2 separate regions of the Macaca mulatta genome follow, and region 1 is linked to region 2. The links are chromatin contacts, called in public Hi-C maps. All regions are on one chromosome and are shown on one strand. Each heading gives the region's core, a stretch centred on a gene start, on an enhancer-like site or on the middle of the called end of the contact. The rest is flanking DNA. Distances are from core to core; before and after follow the strand shown.

Evidence for each region. A called contact is a pair of places that touch in the nucleus more often than the background predicts.
Region 1: a contact with region 2 is called in a Hi-C map of fetal cortex germinal zone, with 3 times the contacts expected there. The contact joins the promoter of LOC114674074 here to the promoter of LOC722722 in region 2. A contact is called at or near these places in 2 of 14 Hi-C or Micro-C datasets (fetal cortex germinal zone and liver).

What each region holds. Positions count from the first base shown.
Region 1 is chr19:65,544,732-65,549,281 of T2T-MMU8v2.0, reverse strand. It overlaps LOC114674074, which reads right to left and starts at 2,372. Exons shown (of 5, transcript XR_013410167.1): 1 at 2,329-2,372. LOC144337324 (a long non-coding RNA gene) reads left to right here and starts at 3,082. Exons shown (of 3, transcript XR_013410298.1): 1 at 3,082-3,752.
Region 2 is chr19:65,438,409-65,442,389 of T2T-MMU8v2.0, reverse strand. It overlaps LOC722722, which reads right to left and starts at 2,240. Exons shown (of 6, transcript XR_013410217.1): 1 at 2,078-2,240.

The DNA.
Region 1 (4,550 bases), core at 1,123-3,622, 110 kb before region 2:
TGGCACAATCTTGGCTCACTGCAACCTCCGCCTCCCAGGTTCAAGTGATTCTCCTGCCTCAGCCTCCTAAGTAGCTGGAATTACAGGCACGTGCCACCACACCCAACTAATTTTTAAATTTTTAGGAGCAAAGGGATTTCACCGTGTTGGTCAGGCTGGTCTCAAACTCCTGACCTTGTGATCCTTGTGATCCACCCGCCTCGGCCTCCCAAAGTGCTGGGATTACAGGCATGAGCCACTGCTCTTTTAAAAAGTACTATGGGCTAGGCGTGGTGGCTCATGCCTGCAATCCCAGCATTTGAGGGGCCAAGGTGGGTGGATCATCTGAGGTTGGGAGTTTGAGACCAGCATGACCAATATGAAGAAATCCTGTCTCTACTAAAAACACAAAATTTGCTGGACGTGGTGGCTCATACCTGTAATCCCAGCTACTCGGGAGGCTGAGGCAGGAGAATCGTCTGAACCTGGGAAGTGGAAATTGCGGTGAGCTCAGATTGTGCCATTGCACTCCATCCTGGACAAGAGTGAGATTCCGTCTCAAACAAACAAACAACGACTCCGTAGGCCAGGCACGGTGGCTCCTCTCTGTAATCCCACCTGTAATCCCAGTAATTTGGGAGGCCAAGGCCAGATGATCCTTTGAGGCCAGAATTGAGACCAGCCTGGGAAACATAGTGAAATCCCGTTTCTGCCAAAAACAAAAAAAACAAAAACAAAAAAAACAAAACCTAGCCGGGTTTGGTGGCTCATGCCTGTGGTCCCAGCTACTCAGGAGGCTGAGGCAGGAGGATTGCTTGAGTCTAGGAGGTCGAGGCTGCAGTTAGAAGAGATCACACCACTGCACTCCAGCCTGGGGGACAGAGCCAGACTCTGTCTCAAAATATATATTAATTAAATTAAAACTATTACATAATAACAGAAAGTGATTCTCCCATTTCACTGCCCGTACCCCACCATGGGAAAAGGGAAGAGAGTGTCTCACAATTGAATTAAGTTACTACACTCTGGCTGAATAGGGATTCCAAGTGGAAGCTGACCTCTGATGCCAAGATTTATAGAATGTACATGCCTTAGAGATAGGAATTTTAAAATTCTCAATATCATCTGTATAATTTAAACAAGTTTTAAGTTATTAGATTATATACAGAGAAGTCAACCTGTCACAACTAATCATATCCAATGAACTCACCCATTCATCTGAACCCAAAGTCCCCCACCCCTTTTAATCTTTTGAGACAGGGTCCCGCTCTGTTGACCAGGCTGCAGTGCAGTGGCATGATCTCAGTTCACTGAAGCCTGGACCTCCTGGGCTCAAGTAATCCTCCTGCCTCAGCCTCCAGAGTAGCTGGGATTACAGGTGTGCACCATCACGCCCGGTTAATTTTTTTTTTCTTTTGGCAGAGATGGGGTTCTCACTATGTTGGCCAGGCTGGCCTCGAACTCCTGTACTCAAGCAATCCCCTTGCCTCAGTCTCCTAAACTGCTGGGATTACAGGCATGAGCCACTGCGCCCAGGTCCTCTGTCTTCATTACTGTGCTTCCCTCCCTAACTCTGTACATATCTCTCATTCTCCCCTTCTCGCTCTAGCTCTTGTTTTCTTTTCTTTTTCCCTGGGATCTGCTCCTCCTGCTTTCTTTTTTCTTTTCTTTTTTTTCATTTTTGCTCTCTTCACAAATCCCTCAGCCATCCTCTACTTTGCCATCTGTTATGGTCTTTCTCATTCTTGTTCTCTCTGTCTCAGGTTTTCTACTGCTCTCTCTCAGTCTCCTGATCCCTTTGGCCCACACAATCACAGGGGGCTCTGCAGTAAGACGCCTGCATCCCGGAGAAGCGCATTTTCCAGTGGCTGGGCAGGCAAGAACACCCGGTGTCATAGGACAGCCCCGGGCACCTCCCCTACGGGCTCAGGGTAAGCGGTGACTGCGGTGGGGAGACCTGGGGAGCATAAGGGCCCGGAACGAGGAGGGAGGTGGGGGGCGACGGCGCCTTAAGACAAGGCTGGGAGGCGCCAAGAGCGGGAATCCGCCTTGCCGTCAGGACTTGAAAAAGTGCGGGTCGGGAGGAGTCAGAAAAAGGTTTTGAGCAGGAAAACTACGCGATGGGAAGTGTATACACTGCCCTGTAAGAGAAAGACCCGCGAAGGGACCATCCTCAGGGCGACTTTAAACCCAAAAGGAAGCAACGCCTGGACTCTCACGGGGACGTCTAAATTTGCTGTGGGTGAATGAAGACGGGTGACAATTTCCAGGTCTATGGGGACCCCAGGGCCCAGGTACAGAAGCGCCGGGGACCTACGACACGCAGACTTAACACAGAGCAAAACTCACCGCTGCGGTGGGACCGTCACTCCACGCGATCCGCTTCCGGGTTTGCGTAAATCTGCGCAGGCAGGACAGAAGCCAGGCCTGGGCGGGACCCACGAGGAGGTGGGCGGGCCTGGGCGAGGTAGGGGCGGGGCGCGAGGCGGAGAGACCTTGCCCTTCAGAATTAGCAGAGGGCGGGACCCGGGCGGGACCTGTGCGCCTCTCATCCTAGCTCCCAGCGCCTCTGGTTTTCGAGCTTTGGAGGCGGGACCTGCCAGGAAGGCTGAGGCGTGATTCAAAAGCCCTGTAATTGTCTGAAACGGGGATGCAAACTAGAACGTGAAATGCAAAGCCCTGCCTGGGTGCAGCGTAACGATTTCAGGCTGACGGCCCAAATAATAGAATAGAAATCCTCTCCCTTTCTATTCTCCGTTCACTGGGAAGGGAGAGTCCACCCTATGCTCAGCTTCAGAGACTTTCCTAGGGCCACCGCCTAGGATGCGGGACCGAGTGCTCAGGCCAGGAAGGAGTGAGGTCACCACCTGCTGCTTAAACCCAGCAGAGATGCGGGCACAGGGCCGAAAGCCTGAGGTTCCAGCTACTCAGAGAGGAGCGGCGGGAGGATCGCTGAACCTGGGGCTCCAAGTTAGCCTGGGCGACAAAGTAACACCTCCTCCTGCAGCGCTCCCTTCCTCGTCTCTCTCTCTCTCTCTTTTAAATTTCTTTAAATAAAATTTTTGATTGTGTGAGATAGGGATCCAATATTATTCTTTTTCATGTGAATATCCAGTGAGTTGTCCTAGCACATTTGTGGAAGAGATCTATTACTTTCATTCTTATATTTACATTTTTCTTTTCTTTTCTTTTTTGAGACAGAGTATTTATCTGTCACCCAGGCTGGAGTGCAGTGGCGAGATCTCGGCTCACTGCAACCTTCACCCCGTGGGTTAAAGTAGTTCTCTTGCCTCCGCCTCCCAACTAGCTGGGATTACAGACGGGCGCCACCAAGCCTGGCTAATTGTTTTGTATTTTTAGTAGAGACGGGGTTTCATCACGTTGGCCAGGCTGGATTCGAACTCCTGACGTCAAGTGATCCAGCCGCCTCCTCCTCCCAAACTGTTGGGATTACAAGTGTTAGCCACCGCGTCTGGTCAGGAAAACTCTTAGAAGTTGCATCTGCATACCACTGGACTCAGGTTGCATGACCACATTCCTTTCAAAGCTCAGTATTTAAAGGTCCATACTTTTACATTGGAATTATTTGATGTTTGAAATATTTAACTTCCTACCGAGATACAGGTACTGTCTCCCTTGTTGCTTGCCTTTCAAAGAGAGACCCCAAGTCCTTCAGAAATACATCCCTGGGTTATTAAGCTGAAAAAAGGATTACGTTGTTTCTAAAAAATACCACTTCAAGCCAGGCGCGGTGGCTCACACCTGTAATCCCAGTGGTTTAAGAGGCGGAGGCGGGCGGATCGCCTGAGGTCGGGAGTTCGAGACCAGTCTGACCAAAATGGAGAAACCCCATATCTAGTATAAATACAAGGTTAGCCGGGCATGCTGGTGCATGCCTGTAATCCCAGCTACTCAAGTGGCTGAGGCAGGAGAATCGCTTGAACCCGGGAGACAGAAGTTGCGGTGAGCGGAGATCGCGCCATTGCACTCCAGCGTGGGCAACAAGAGCAAAACTCTGTCCAAAGAAAAGCCTCAGGAGACAGAGAAAATGCATTTACAAATTTTCTAAATAAATGTCCTAGGAAAAGAGACGAAAAAAAAATCTTTTTTTATTTTCAAAGGAGGAATTATACCTCTCATTTATTTGCTTGTTTGTTTGAGACAGGGTCTCGCTCTGTCACCGAGGCTGGAGTGTGGTGGCGAGATTAGAGCTCACTGCAACCATAAAATCCCTGGCTCAAGTGATCCGACCTCAGTGCCCCGAGCAGGTGGGACCACAGGCGTGCACCACCACACCTGACTCATTTTTTGATTTTTAGTAGAGACGACGTCTCACTATGTTGTCCAGGCTGATCTCAAAATCCTGGGCTCAAGCGATCCTCCCGCCTCAGCCTCTCAAAGTGCTGAAATTACAGGTGTGAGCCACCGCTCCATGACCTGACTTTACTTCCGTGAAATATGAAATTATCCTCCACCTCCTGTGTGTCATAGGCAGTTTTGCATGTCACCTTTCAGTTTCCATTATCCACTCAAACAACCCAGGACCTTGCTTAGTTTAATAAGACTTTCTA
Region 2 (3,981 bases), core at 991-3,490:
AACTTTTTTCCTCATCAACATAAAAAATGGCATTGAATGGCCGGGCGCAGTGGCTCACGCTGTAATCCCAGCACTTTGGGAGGCCAAGGTGGGCGGATCAAGAGGTCAGGAGATTGAGACCAACCTGGCCAATATGGTGAAACCCCATCTGTACTAAAAATACAAAAATTAGCTGGGCATGGCAGCACGTGTCTGTAATGCCAGCTACTTGGGAGGCTGAGGCAGGAGAATCACTTGAACCCGAGAGGTGGAGGTTGCAATGAGTGGAGACCGAGACACTGCACTCCAGCCTGGCGACAGAGCTAGACTCCATCTCAAAATAATAATAATAGGCCGGGCGCAGTGGCTCAAGCCTGTAATCCCAGCACTTTGGGAGGCCGAGGCGGGCGGATCACGAGGTCAGGAGATCGAGACCATCCTGGCTAACACAGTGAAACCCTGTCTCTACTAAAAAAAAAAAATACAAAAAACTAGCCGGGCGAGGTGGCGGGCACCTGTAGTCCCAGCTACTCAGGAGGCTGAGGCAGGAGAATGGCATAAACCCGGGAGGTGGAGCTTGCAGTGAGCCGAGATCATGCCACTGCACTCCAGCCTGGGCAACAGAGCGAGACTCCGTCTCAAAAATAATAATAATAATAATAATGACATTGAACAAAACAACGTTATTTGAGGACCTGCTGTATATCATTTCATTCATGACTCAATTTCCAAGAACCTATAGAAAACATTAAGCGAGGACTGACTGCAAAAAAAATCAGTAAACATAAGTAAGTGCTTCCAGCAGTTCTGTGAGCTGTCCTCACAAATTAATCAAAACCAAAGAGGGAGTCATGGGAGCCCCAAAATATAGGTCAGTTTTAAGGACAGGTGACAATCTATTACTTTTGACTGATGTCTGAAGTGGCAGCAGGGTGGGGCGGGGGGGGGGGGGCTGGTCTTGTGGGACTAAGACCTTAACCTGTTGGATCTGACTCTAACTCCAGGTGCACAGTGTCAGAATTGAATTGAATTATAGGACACGCAGCTGGTGTCCACTGGAGAATTGCCTAGTGTGTGGGAAAAAAACTCCCACACATTTGCTGTCAGAAGTGTTCCATGTTGGCTGGGCGCAGTGGCTCATGCCTGTAATCCCAGCTACTCAGAGGATGAGACAGGAGAATCGCTTGAACTTGGGAGGTGGAGGTTGCGGTGAGCCGAGGTCGCACCACTGCACTCCAGCCTGGGTAATAGAGGGGGAGACTCGTTCTCAAAAAATAAAAAAAAGAATACTGGGTGTCACAGGACAGGCCAAGGTCACCTCCTCCACCATGGGTGTCACAGAACAAGCCCAGCTCACCTTCCCACCACGGGAGGTGACTGCCTAAAGGGGCGTGGGAGCTGAAGGCCCTCCCTGAGAAAGATTTCAGACGAGAAAGACAGATGGCACCTTAGGACAGGGGTGGGGTCTGCAGAATCCCAGAACCAAGGTTAAGGAACCGGCCCCTCCGGACTGAGGCTGCAGCGCTGCGCACCAAGGGCCAACAAGGGCGAGTCTTGGAGAACCGGATAGACCTGAACCCACCTTGCAGGTGAAGGCTCTAAAAAGTGCCCCCGGCTGGGCGCGGTGGCTCACGCCTGTAATCCCAGCACTTTGGGAGGCCGAGGCGGGCGGATCACGAGGTCAGGAGATCAAGACCATCCTGGCTAACACGGTGAAACCCCCTCTCTACTTAAAAAAAAAAAAAAAAAAAAAAATCAGCTGGGCGTGGTGGCGGGCGCCTGCAGTACCAGCTACTTGGGAGGCAGAATGGCGTGAACCTGGGAGGCGGAGCTTGCAGTGAGCCGAGATCTCGCCACTGCGCTCCAGTCTGGGCGACACAGCGAGACTCCGTCTCAGAAAAAAAAAAAAAGAAAAAAAAAAGCGCCCTCCTGCGTGGCGGGAAGAAAAATCGGTAAAGGATTTTAGGTAGCAAAAGACGCGAAAGGCCATGTTTACCTAGCGCAAGGCAGAAAGACCAGATTCAGGAAGTAGCCTTAGAGGGACTTTAACCCAAAGGGAAAGCGATCCCCGCACTCTCGCAGCAACGTCAGAATTTACCTGGGGTGGAGGGCGCGGTGCGGGCATTTTAAGATCTGTAGGGATCCTCTCCAGACCCGGCGGATGGAAGAAGGGGGACTGCGAAGCGCAGATTTAATCTGGAGAGAGTGAAACTCACGCTCTGCGGCGCAGCCTTCACTCCCCGCGATCCGCTTCCGGGTTTGCAGAAAACCGCGCGCAGCTGAGACCTGGCGGCTTGGGGGCGGGGAAGGGGCGGGGTCTGGCCAGAAAGAGTAGGGCAGGGGGCGGGGCCGGAGAGGACTGAGGGGTCCTAGGGGCGGGGCCTAGGAGGGGCGCGACCGGCACAGGGAGGGGCCGGGGAGAAAACGCGCAGGGTGGGGCGGGGTCTGGACAGGCAGGGGGCGGGGCCGGGAGGGACCAAAGGAGGGCGGGTGGGAACCTGCGTTCCCAGAGCGTCCCTATCTTCTGGGTTTGGGAACGCTTAAGTCTATTTCGTGTCCTGCGGAGCAGTTTTGCTTTCTGCTTATTTTAAGTTAATGTTTCAATTTTAAGGTAAACCGTTAGAATTATGTGGGCCATCGCTATTGGAAACAAGATATTTTCGTAAGTTGCAAACTTAAATTGCTCTACTATTTTTAAAAAGTTACTGCTTTTTCTAAAGCAAGAGTTAATGTCACCGGTATTAGCCCTCCTCGCTCCACACCCCAGGTGTTTACCATATGAAAATCTCTGCAACTGTGCACAGGGCTGACTCTCTCCCTTCATTGTGAATGGGTGTAGAATATGGAGGGGATTGTGTTAAGTTCTGTTGCGAGGTGACTTGAAATTACTTACACATTCTGCCCAGGCAGAGTTTTGCATTTCACATTCTAGTTTGCATACACTTCACAGACATTTTCAGGGCTTTTTAGTTAAGCTTAAATTAATCCACATTGCAGAAACTTTCGGGCATTCAATCTACCCCAGACTGACACCCCCAGAGATGCCAGATCCCCACACCCAGAGTTGCTTCAGTCTCACTAGTAGCTCTTCTGTCCTACCTGCTGGCAGAAATAACCATTTCATCATAAACCATTTCAACTTCTGTCCCATTCGCTGGCAAACATACCTTTTAACGTACTTTAACGTATTAACGTATTAACCATTTCAACTTTCCTTTGCCCAAGATTCCTATTCCCATGGTCAGGTTGGGATCTACCCTCAGTAATAACTACGGTGGCCCAGGGGATTGCAATCTGTGTGCAGCATTGAGCACCAAGGCTCTGTGTTCAGTGTTTCTGATTACATTTTTCAGCTCTAAAATTTCTGTTTCTCCTTTATAGCTTTTGTCTCTTTATTGGTAGTCTATTTTGCTCATATCTTGTTTTCCTGATTTCCTGTGGATGTCTATGTATGTTCTCTTAATTCATTGACCATCTCGTGACTCTTATTTTCAATTCTTTGTCTGATAATTCACACATCTTCATCTCTTTAGTGTCAGTTTGTGGTGGTTTCATTTGTTCCTTTGTGTGGATCATGTTTCCTTATCTTCTTGAATGTCTTGTTATCTTGGCACCTCAGCATTTCACTAATCAGCCACTCCTACTTTTTTATTTCTGGCTTCCTTCAGGGAAGACATTCTCTATTCAGCCTGACTAGAGATTCTGGAGACCTCTGAAGCCTTTTCTGGGAATGTGGCGTCTCTGGGCTTTTGCTTATAGTTACCTGAGAATTTTTGCCAGTTTTTCTTCAGGAACGCTCCTGTTCACAGCCTGCAATTCTGCAGTCCCTGTGTTTTCATGGTAAGCTGTGGTCTGGTTCTCCACCTAGTGTCTGCGTGCGTTACTGCAGACTCTGGTTTATGTTGATTGCCTTTGTTCTCAGTGATTTCCCTGACCTGGCATCCTGTCATTTTCAGTGTTTATGTTCAACCAAGACAGAAACTTGTCCCTCAGGCAGTGCCC